Regions from separate parts of the Anser cygnoides genome. Here region 2 is linked to region 1. The links are chromatin contacts, called in public Hi-C maps. All regions are on one chromosome and are shown on one strand. Each heading gives the region's core, a stretch centred on a gene start, on an enhancer-like site or on the middle of the called end of the contact. The rest is flanking DNA. Distances are from core to core; before and after follow the strand shown.

Region 1 (5,536 bases), core at 1,793-4,292:
TTGACTGAACTCTGGGATATTTTTCCTGTTTGTACAAAGGCTGCCTTCCATTTATCCAGGAAAGTGTTTCTGCCTGCAATATTTCTGCACAAGTATACGTGCTCTCATATATACACCCTATCCACTATTTCTATGGCAATATAAAGGAATCTTAGCGAAGATTAAATTCCTCCCCTTTTCCCTGTAGCATATACCTTTAGTCAAATTTGTAGTGTAATAGTTTTTGTTTAATAGTTTTTGTTCCATGTGAATATTGAGAGGGCAGCATGCAAGGGAGAAGAAACAAGGAAAGCATAGAGAAGGTAAGTAAGTATTTGTATGTAGCTGGATGTGAGGGTTACTTCCCCATATCCTCCAGGACAGAGCTGGGCTGGTTGTCCCTCTCTTCCCTTTATGGCACCAGTATTGTTTTAGGGTTTTTGTTCTGCATTCCCTCCACAGGCATTAAATGACAGGGCACAGCTTTCTTGTGCTTGCTTGTATATGACCGGCTATGTGGGTACATAGCACTTTGTGGATGGAGGAGATGGCACGCATAGTTTATGACTTGCTGTCAAAATTGCAGTTCTTTGCCTGCTAAGAGGGGCTGCAGCCGGCACTTTTGACCATCAGGCCATTTTTGCTTGCTGGTGTGAAAAGGAAGAGCTCGACTCTTTCACTTTCCAGGAAGCTTAATGCTTCTGTGCTGTCTTCAGCCAAATGCTGATAATAGGCTCTATAAGGGAACTTTTGTGCAATGATTCACTTAGCCATGAAATTACGTGTAGCAAAAATGGACTTGACCAATGCAAAAGGGAGAGAGGTAAGGTTAAGGCAAGTATTTGGACCTTTTTTTCATATAGTAGATTAAGGCCACTTCACAGATTAACATTGTAAAGCAATCACAAAGCTGTATTGTTTTTTTTTTTTTTTCCTGCAGAAATACACTAGAATATCGTGCAACTATTAACATTTCTAAAGCCTATCTTTTGTGGCAGGTATGTCTATAAGGATTCTAGACCTTAAATGATGTGTGGGATTCAGATTGTTTTTATTGACCCTTCAAGCCTTAAAACTTGCATTAAAACTTGTGGGCTTTTCTTGTTGTTTTGCTTTCTTTTAAAAATATTTTAAGGTAACTCACCCTGCAGTCATACTTTTATAAGTATTTTTCTGCTAGATCTGTTATTTTCAGAGGCTGATAAAGAAATGATGGGAGAGATTCATAACTGCTTTGAAATAGACTTCCTTTTTGAAGCTTGTGTGCTGATTATTAAGGTGTGTGAAAGGAGTTTCCTGACCCATTACAGAATAATCTTTTGTCAACAGAAAGCATAATGCATTCTGATGACACTTATAATTGCAGTACTTCCAGAACAATTACCTTGGTACTTCATTTTCGTATTGTTGGAAATTATATTTGCATGTTATATTTAATTGAAAATGGCATGCTTTACTCTATGCAGATCTGGAAATACTCACTGGACTTAGCTTAAGAGCAAAAGTATATTTACTTCTCAGGTAAGCAAATATTTAGGGCTCATAGTAGGAGAATGTGTTGTACTATCACTTTCATGTTGCATCCACATAACTCTACAGCTAAGTTTGTCCAGGTTACAGCCAGTCCAAGCAGTGGTGGATACTGAATGCTTTGCTGTTTGTTCAGCAAATCAGGTTCAAATGGTTATAAAATTTTGAATTGTGCCAGAAATTAACTTGTGGTCAGGTGTTGGCCTCTGTGCCCTCAATTCATGTGCTGATATTGCCTTTCTTCAGTTAGACTGTACGGCTTTGTACCAGGGAGGTTCTAGCCCAGCAGTTCCACAGGAAAAGGAATTGGATCGTGCAGCTCTGAGCAGTTCTCCTTTGCTTTGCTTTTGCCACTCTTCTCCCTGCCATGGACTATGATGAAACACTCCCTCTCTGACAAAGATGATCGAACTTTCTGGATGCAACTAAAGACACCTGGTTAATATGAAGTGACGGAAGCTGAAATAGGAAGAACGTCTCTATAGAGGATGAAGAATTAAGACAGTGGGGAGGTGCTTTGGCACAAAATACTTTCTCACAGATAGACTTGTGAGTAAAAGCAAAATCAACAAAAAACTTAAAACGACGGCTGGGTGGGTGTGGTTTTTCTTTATTATAATCTAGTTTGTAAGCTAAAACTAAAACAAACACTTTTCCTGTGAAACTAGAAGTCCTCTGAGTAGATCTCGTTTTGTATTTTGAGGTTAAATTACCCTGACAAAAAAATTTTTGTGTGCTTTCTCGATTTGTAGTTTAATCAGTCTGTCTTGGAGAGAAGCCTAAAACTAATATGATCATCAGATGTGCTGGCTGCACATTTTGGTTTGCTGGAGAAGAGGAAAGGGCAGTGGTCAGTTTGTGTGAGCAGGCTGGAGTGGAACTCCAGTTTGTATGTCTAGTGGGTGGTTGCTGGATGGGAACTCATTTTGGTTGTTACTGAGCTAGGTAGCAATCATTCAGTGCATAATTCATACTGAACTAGTCAGTCATCCTAATGTGTTAATGTCTATCTTCTAGGGACTAAGTTTTAACAAAGCAGTGTTTCTTCCAACCAATACATACTGCATTTTTTGTGTGCTCAGGATAAAACGTGTGTGACCTTGATTTAAAATAAATAAATACATCATTACAAGATCAAATTGCATTCTATAAAAGTATACCTGAAAAGTTTAAAAATAATAATAAAAAAATTACTTCCTCCAGATGTCTGTTTCCTTTCTTTGCACTTTTAAAACTTTAAGCACGCTCTTTACAAGATGCTTAAGTTTTCAAGTCAAAGTTACGAGTTGCTTTAGCCAGGCTTGGAGTCTGAAAATGAGACCCAGACCAGGACAATAACAAAATGACACAAAGATTGACTGCACTGTACTTGCTGGATGAAGTGAAAACTGCTGAAATATTAAATCCTATATCCTGGGATTTCACTGCCTGCTGGAACTAATCTCATTAATTTAAAACCACCTGAGGCTTAAGAGAGATATACACTGCCGTGTGAAATTATATTTATCTCGTCCTGGGGGGAAATCCTTTTCCTCCCCCAGCTTACCTTACTTTTGACTTTGCCATTCTTGAATTACCAGGTCATTCTTCCCCCATGGGAAAGTTGCCATAGCTCACAGCAGTACAATTACTGTATCTGAAGTTCACTGCTATATAAATGCTGAGATCATTGTTCGTGTTTGTTTTCTTTAGGAAGTCATTTAAGACAAAAAAGAAGATTGGGTAAATAATACTGCCATACAATAGTTTACTTAAATACAATTGCCACTGAGTTACAGGAAAAGACTCTAAAATTAGGAAAATAGTATTTGGTTTCCAAAAAGTTTTCTTTGACCACTAGAGTCTTAAGAGGCTGAATAATTCTTGTAACTGGTGATTGGATGCAGAAATATCAAATGTGAAGATGCATTTTTTTTTTTTAAATCCAGTGGGTATTGTCAGTGAGAGCTTTGTAATCGTGTGGTTGATCCCAAATCTACATTCGGTATTAAAGTTCAACCAGTGGAAATCCTCCCATTGACAGGAAAGGACTTTAGGTGAGGCCTTATCTGATGTCCCTGTTAGGCTTTGCAGCAAGGCAAAGTGACCTTGCTGAAGTGTCTTTTACTGTTTGTCTACTTATGGAAAAAAAATAAGTCAACTTTGAGTTATCCATTAAACAGCTCAAACACTGAAGGATATTAAGAACTTAATATTAAAGCTGAATTAACTCTTAAAAAAAAAAAAAAAAGCTAATGGTCTGATCTGAGCCAGTATGCAAAAAGCCTTATGTATGCGGTGAACGCTTTTGCTTAGCGAGCCTGGCTGTCGGCATGCTGCTTCCAGGAGAAGGTTGCCCCGGGTAGAAGCGCGCTGGGGAGGAGAGCTGCCTGCGGATCTCTTGCAGAAGAGCTCCAACTCAGCATCCTCCAGCGGGCCTGTGGCTGGCACACCACTGCTGTGACTGGTGAGATGGCACGCGTGTCCTAGGGCAGGCAGGGAAACGGCGGTGCCAAAGTGACGCGGTATTTCTGTGACATCCAGTGCAGCTCAAAAAAGGGCTTGGGGATTTAAGTATTAAATGTGTTAAAGTTCAGTGCTAGTAGTGACTTATTAGCCCTAAGTCACCATGTTAATAGACAGCTGTTTAAAATGTCCTGCATTGATAGCTTATGTGTAGGGACAATAATAAATGCAGTTGCAATCGCACACCAATTAAAGTAATAAAGAGATAAGGCCCAGTTTCTGCCTCATCTTTCTGGTATGAATGGAGAGCAGGGTAGAAAAGTTGCAGTGCTCTTGTGCATCAAAACAGAGGATAAGATGAATAAAAGGCTAGTATTTCAAATCATCATGCACAGAGCAGAGGTTTGAGCCCTTATGCTGATAGAGTTCTGTATTGGATCCTACAAGGAGCATTGAATATTCATGTGAGCCATGAATAATGAACAGTGAGTTTGGGTAACGAAGAGCAGGTAGGATTAATGTTGTGTTGGCTTTTGGTAGGGGGGTTAGGATGGTTAACTTGTTTTTGTTTGGTTTGCAATGATGTTATTTGTTTCTGTTTGCATATTGGAGCTTTAATTAGTGTTTGATTTAGCAGACTTTAATAACAGATGCATATGAGCTATAATACAGCTACCATTACCAGCACTGTTGGGAACAGATTGGGTCAATTTGTGCTGGAAATAATCAGGAGTATGGTGCTCAGGTGTTGTGACTTGCTCAGAAGCCTGCCTGAGCTCCTTGAGAAATTTGCAGCCGTTTTGGGGGTGAACTTTAATTTTATATGCAAGGCAATAAAACTTGCAAGGTAAGGTTGATAAACCATGATTGAAATGAAGTGAACTCTCCCATGTTTTAATGGACTTCGCTGTTCCTGTATGTGTCCCCTTGACATTTACTGACTCCAAACATTCAAGCGATCTAGCTCATTGTTGTCAATGTCCCGTTATGGAAAGTGAAGGGAACACAACGAAATACATATGAGCAAATAGGAAGTGTATTCATGTGTCTGGGTAAGAAAAACATGCGTAATTTACACGGTCTATTTAATGCTGTTTGTGTAGTCTCTTGATCTTGTCTAGATGCAAGAGAATTTGGCTAAGTGGTTTTGTTTGTCTTACTAATGAACTCATTGGTGAAGGTATAAATGATGATGACTCTTCTATTGATAAGAATAGAGGTTATAGTGGAGTATGCTTGCTGAACTCTAATGTACGCTCCTTTTCAGTCCTGTGTAAATAGGTAGAGCATACTCTAGTTTATTTAGTGATGGGCAGGTTGTTAATTCCTTAAAATAGCTAAGGAGCAAGAACCTGACACCTTGAATGACTTATGTGTTTTCTTTGTAAGCTTGTTTCTGTTTTGTAACCTTTAAAACGTGGGTTTTATGAGTGGTATCATTAAAATTTATACTCCCTCTAGTATGTGATGTTAGTCATTATTGCTCTGCTGTGCCTCCCGATCACCTGTCTGAATTATAAAGCAGCCTTCCTTGGAGCTAAATAGTAAGGTTTTTTTCCCTTTCTAGAGTAAATGCTTGTTG
Region 2 (5,536 bases), core at 1,606-4,105, 850 kb after region 1:
ACCCAGACTACAACCGAAGCAGTTTCTCTGCTGCTGCTCCACACTGGTATAACGTAAACTTCAGCATAGCATTGGAGCTGTAGCGCCCCAGGGCTCAGACACGCTCTGCTGCCACTTGCAAGGTGGCTGAAGAAGATCTTGCTCTGAGGATGGGTGTCAGCGGCAAAAACAGGCCAGGGCCTCCCTTCTGCTCTATCACCTTGTGCTTACTGCAGCCCTATTAGGAGAAATCCGAGCTGCACCTGACACCTTCGCAGGAGGCACAACTGCCCCCAGGTGCTCGTTCTTACCCTGATGCCCAGTTCTGACCCCTGAGGTCAGGATTTGTCTTAGGTCTTGAATCTCTGCCTTGACCGCCCTGTTATTTGCCATCAGATTTTTTTCTTGTTCAGTACTTGATCAGGCGGCCAAAATGAATAAACTCATTTTACAGCCATTGTTTATGAAAGAATAAAAATAAAATTGTTTCTCTGGTTATATTTTTTTCCTTAATTTAACATTTCTTCAAATGCATTCTGTTATGGAAATATTCTTTTTGCAGATCTAATTAAATTACTTTATTGATGGGCCTTATACCAACACTGGTTTTAAAGAAGCAAGGCCAAAACTCTTTTTTTTTTTTTAAAACTCAAATATTTTTTTCCTGCTGTAGAAGAGAAAATATATCTTAGAATAATGGGTATCTCAGAAATCTGATTTTATTCCCTTTTCTTCCTTCCTGATGGTCTTATGCTTCACATTCATACCCTTTGGGAAAATTGCCTGGGAAACTTTTCTGATGATATGTTGAAGGTCATCTACAGTAAATGCGATACAAAGTGAACCCAGATCTCAGGCTTTGCAAATGTTCATTATGTAAATTGCTGGAGCTGTGAAGATGGAAATGAGGCATACAGATGCTGCTATGCACGAGAAAGCAGAGGGGAAACTTCAGATTTCCCTTCACTATACGGGTAGTTGGTCTCTCCAGGCGCTCTCCTCCCTGCTACACCGCTGGCACGAAAAGGTCTCGGACTCTCTCTGGGTGCTGTTTCAGAAACGACTAGCTCCGTGGTCCTCAACACAGGTCAAGGATTAGGGGCACAGCTTTACATTCTTCACACATCAGGGGAGAATCCAAGGCCAGCTGCAGCCTGGATGGGAGGAGAAGGGGAGGGTGTCTGTGTCTGTGCAGGGACATCACTCGCCATGGGGCAATGTTGGGGGGGGCGTACTTCTGGGGGCCACATCTTCCCCCCGCTCTGTGATTCCTGGCCAGTATCCTTATTTCTGGGATTAGTCTTGTTGATCACCGAGCCAAGACCAGTCCGGGTGAGGAACGGATCTGTGCTGTGAATTGCAGTGCAGAGAAGCACACGTGGAGGAGATAAAGATTCAGTGCTTGATTTCACGCGTCCCTGGGTGTATCACTTGGAGGCCAGATTTTGAAAGATGCTCGAGATCAAAGGATGGAGGGAGAGAACCAGCTTTATTTCCAGATATATTCCTGGGCATGTATTTCAACAGGCGATGGGCATCTTTGTGCTTTTTTTTTTTTTTGCTTTTATTTTCTGAAAGCACTAAATGCCCGTGGGTAGCTGGTTTCATCACACATTTCCATCACTACCATTTTCCCACATGGTAGCTGGCCAGCACGCATTTAAACATCAGACCTTAAATTGTACTTCAGTTCAGTTCCGCACCTGGAAAGAAAGGAGTGTGAATTTTCCTCTTTTCAGTTCTTCCCAGGTCTTGCTAAGGTTTTAAGCACAACTCCAAGTAATAAATACCAGTAAGAGATACTCTGGGCCTGACTTTGAGAAGTGATGAGTACTCAGCAGCTAATGGGAGCTACTGGTATTTGGCAGCGTTGAAACTCAGCTGCGGGGTCTCGAATTCAGTTCCTCAAAAATGAAGGAATGAAAAACTTGAGACTTCTTTTGGTATTTTTGGCTCGAAGGCTCAGCAGGGAAGCTCGGATGCAGATGATGGGGTGGAAGGACAGCGCAGGGACAGATGCTCTGCAGTCAGGGGACTGGGACCACTTGGGGCAGATCGAATGGGAGAGAAGGGCTGAGCCTTCCCCTATATCTCAGCATAGATCTGCTCTGACCTGTAGCAAAAAGAGAAGGAAAAATAGGGGACGAGCAGTGAGACAACACTGAAAGGAAAATTCCAAGTCCCTGACCCTATGACAGCCTCACCGTTCATGGTAACAGAGCAAAAAGCAGAGGAAAATGATGAAGCTGCCTTGAAATGGAAAAAAAGAAACAAACACGAAGATTTGTTGAGTCACACAACAGCGTTCACATCAAGACATTCTGCTAGCGACTGTGCTAAAAGAGGAGATGTAACACGTTCTGGCTCGGCTCTTTCCTTAACAGCAAGATTGATTTGCATTCACACATGGAAATCTGGTTTACAATAAGGCTCTCCTGCCCCTCTCTTCCTTTCATTGTTTCTGTCATGTATCTTGGCTGAAAGATCTGCTCATGGGAAAAAAAAAAAAAAAAACCACCACGCAGACCCAGGGCCCACCGTTCCCCTCCACGCACACGTTGGATCTGCTTTTTGCAAGGCTGTTTGGAGAAGCACGAAGGTTTTGTCCGTGGCCCCTGAGCTGCTGCTGGGCCAGGGCAGCGTCGCCGTGTTCGGTGGGGATCGTGTCCTCCGCCCGGCGCGGGTTTCGCAACGCCTGTAGGAAACATCTTGCGCCGGCCTTGATTTATGCAGAAATGTTAGCTAATCTCTTTTATGTAATCACTGATAGCTGTTCATGAAGGCGAAGTCCCCAAAATGGAAGGAATGAATTAAAAGAGACAGATGTGGTTTGGCTGACTCCTTGTTCTGATTACAGCCTCAGAAATAACCTACTTAGCGTGTGCTGATTTATGCAGGGGCTCTAACTCACTGCACGCCCACCCGGGCAGGCACACATGGGTTATTTTCTCTTCAGCCTGGTTTCACAATCTGATCTCACTCACGCCAAAGCCACTGTAATTGCTCCAGGTTTATTCTGCTGAAATGACATCAAAGTCTGGTCAAAAGTCACTTAGGTCTGGGTTTTCATTTACCCCGGATCCCCTTGCTTGGCACCACTGCGGGCTTTGGGAGCTGGAGGCATGCCAGAGCGGGCTGCCTTTGGTCCCCCAGAAGGGCTCAGAGAAAGCAAAACCTCTGGAGTACTTCTGCAGCACCTCCAGATTTGTACCCCACAGAGGGCAGCTTAAAAGCCAACCCGGAGCTCAGCGACCCGTTGGGCACCAGGAGCAGCGATGCTGCTGGCTTGCTCGGGTAGCTCTGAGGCAGAGCCCAGGTTCCCTTCCTCCGGCACAGAAGCCAAAGGCTCCCCTGCCATTGCCGACTGCAGGGGTAGCCGGAGCAGTCCCCCGGGCCTCGTGGAGTATTATCCAACGTTATACAAACCGAGCGCTGGCTCTGTAAAAAGGGAAGGATTTACATTTGGCTAACATTTCCAAGGAGCCAATATTTCCCTGTTACTTACCCATGGTTTGTGAACACAAACCTCACACAGCTGGTACCTCCGCTAATGATCCCATTACAATATGTATCGAGCTGATACCCGGTGATATCTCATTGCGGTACTCATCCATGTCGGAAAGGATTTGTCCATAAAAACATCTCCTCTCGTACCGTCGTAGGATGCTGCATTCATTCCCGCTTTCCCTATCATCTGATGCTGCCTAATCCCACTCAGTGACATCAATCACAGGGGGAAAATAAGACAATTAACTGGCAATTAATTAAATTATAAACTGTAAGGAAGAGCAGAATATTTGTAAACCTTAATAGCCTTATTAACATGCCCATTACAAGCTAGCTGCGCACTCATAGGGCCACAGATGACTTTATACACACATGACACCGCACAGGCTTTAATCCCAGGCTAAGAGTTGCTCACCTGGAAGGAGCCTGCCCAGCCTGTATGGCCCAGCACAGCACAGCTGCTTCGCACCTTCCCTCCAGCAGCAGGCTGGAGTAAAAGGGCACCAGCCCCACGCCGCACCGTGCTGCACAACTCCTGCATCATGGGGAGCCCAGCGGCGGTGCCCCTGCTCTGCTCAGGCTGGAAAGGCAGGGAGGTGGCCGTTTTCTACAGAAGTGATATTTCCTGCACAAAGCTGGCCCCTGCGAGGCAAGGGCAGAGGGACTGGGCTCAAAGCTCCCGCGGAGGCCCAGCAGATAAGCAGGCACGCGCGTGTTTTCAGGCAGTGTTTGCTTTCTTCAAGAAAGCTCCTGAGTCACCCTGTGTTCTGCTGGTGACAGACTCCTGAAAGGAGGAACCTGCGTGCTGACACTGCCAGACCGTCTGGGCGAGTGTTTTAATGCCTCCAGTAACGACGCCTGACCTCTGTTTACAAGTCAGAGAATCATGACAGGATGAAAAACAAAACAGCAAAGCAACCCGTGAGTGCGAGCATAAAGCTGGAGCCAGCCCTAACTGAGGTCCTGGGACCTACGGCATTGCCGTGGTCATTTCGCCACAGCATCAAGGCACAGTGCTTGGGTCCCCCGTGTGTAACCTTCACGGGCGAGTATTCGCTCTCCATCACGCTATTGCTGTAATATTTTTGTCTTGGAAAGGTGACTGAATCTAACATTCATTTAACCCTTGACCTTTTCCAAGTCTTGTCGTTCCATAGGAAGTATCTTGCGAAGCGATGTGGGAGAATGACCTACTAAAGCGGGGAGATCCGAGTGCAGAAGACGCACTGAGCTGTAAATCAGGTTTGCCCCCCAAGGCAGGCCTCACCTAACGGGGCTCTGCCATCCTCCCTCTCAAAATCCGCTGCATCCCAGACCTCAGCTGTGTTAACTCTGGTTCCAGTCCAGTGTTATTTCTGTAACATGCGAACTGGGATGACATGCACCCAGCCCGTTCGTTTATTTGCGGAGCGTGGACTGCTGACCGATAGCCAAGTGCTAATAAAAGCAGCGCTCTCCCTCCTGTGCCACTCCGTGCCGTGTACCGGAGGCAGGCCGGACCTCTGGGCATACCGTGCTCGCTGTGAGCAGCCCGGGGTCATAAACCAGCAGCAGCTGAAGATTTTCATTCTTAATTTCGAAGGAGCCGCATCGCCACGTTGTTTTCTCTCCCAGCTCGGCTCTATATTTAGCTGGGGATTCTGTCCTCGGCGTATTCTGTCGGGGAGGCTGCTCGCTAACGCTGCTCCGCTGCCTGTGCGCTGCCCCCCTTGTCGCTCCGCCGGCTGCTCCCGGGAGGCACGAGGCAGGCAGATGGGACAGAAGCTGAGAGGTTTCGTTCACAGCTACGAGGGAGGAGGAGGACGACGAGCACTTCCATGCCCACCCCAGGAGCTGCGGTGCCAGGGGATGGCTGGAACTTGACGCCTGCCGGTGCTGGGATCCCCCACGTCCTCCTGCAGCGTTCGGTGTTCAGTAACGTGCCCGGCGAGGACGTTACAGCGCCAAGAATCCCAACCAGACGGGACATCGGTCGCTTTAAAAATAGCCCACGGTGAAGCTCCAGGAAACCGTGATGACCAGGGGCCAGACCCAGACTTGCTCACCTCAG

What was found. Hi-C and Micro-C count contacts between places; a contact is called where the count stands out from the background.
Region 2: a contact with region 1 is called in a Hi-C map of liver, with 5 times the contacts expected there. The contact joins two enhancer-like sites. A contact is called at or near these places in 2 of 7 Hi-C or Micro-C datasets (both in liver).

The regions. Positions count from the first base shown.
Region 1 is chr9:20,835,102-20,840,637 of Taihu_goose_T2T_genome, reverse strand. The region is part of intron 1 of NAALADL2 (N-acetylated alpha-linked acidic dipeptidase like 2); the gene reads left to right. Among named protein-coding and RNA genes, the nearest start is that of NAALADL2, 34 kb to the left of the region's middle. Within about 2 kb of position 3,042, at least 2 of the 3 cell types and tissues checked have open chromatin away from gene starts, as enhancers often do. A contact at or near this core is called in liver, where this site is marked.
Region 2 is chr9:19,985,815-19,991,350 of Taihu_goose_T2T_genome, reverse strand. No RefSeq gene overlaps it. Among named protein-coding and RNA genes, the nearest start is that of TBL1XR1, 23 kb to the left of the region's middle. Within about 2 kb of position 2,855, at least 1 of the 3 cell types and tissues checked has open chromatin away from gene starts, as enhancers often do. A contact at or near this core is called in liver, where this site is marked.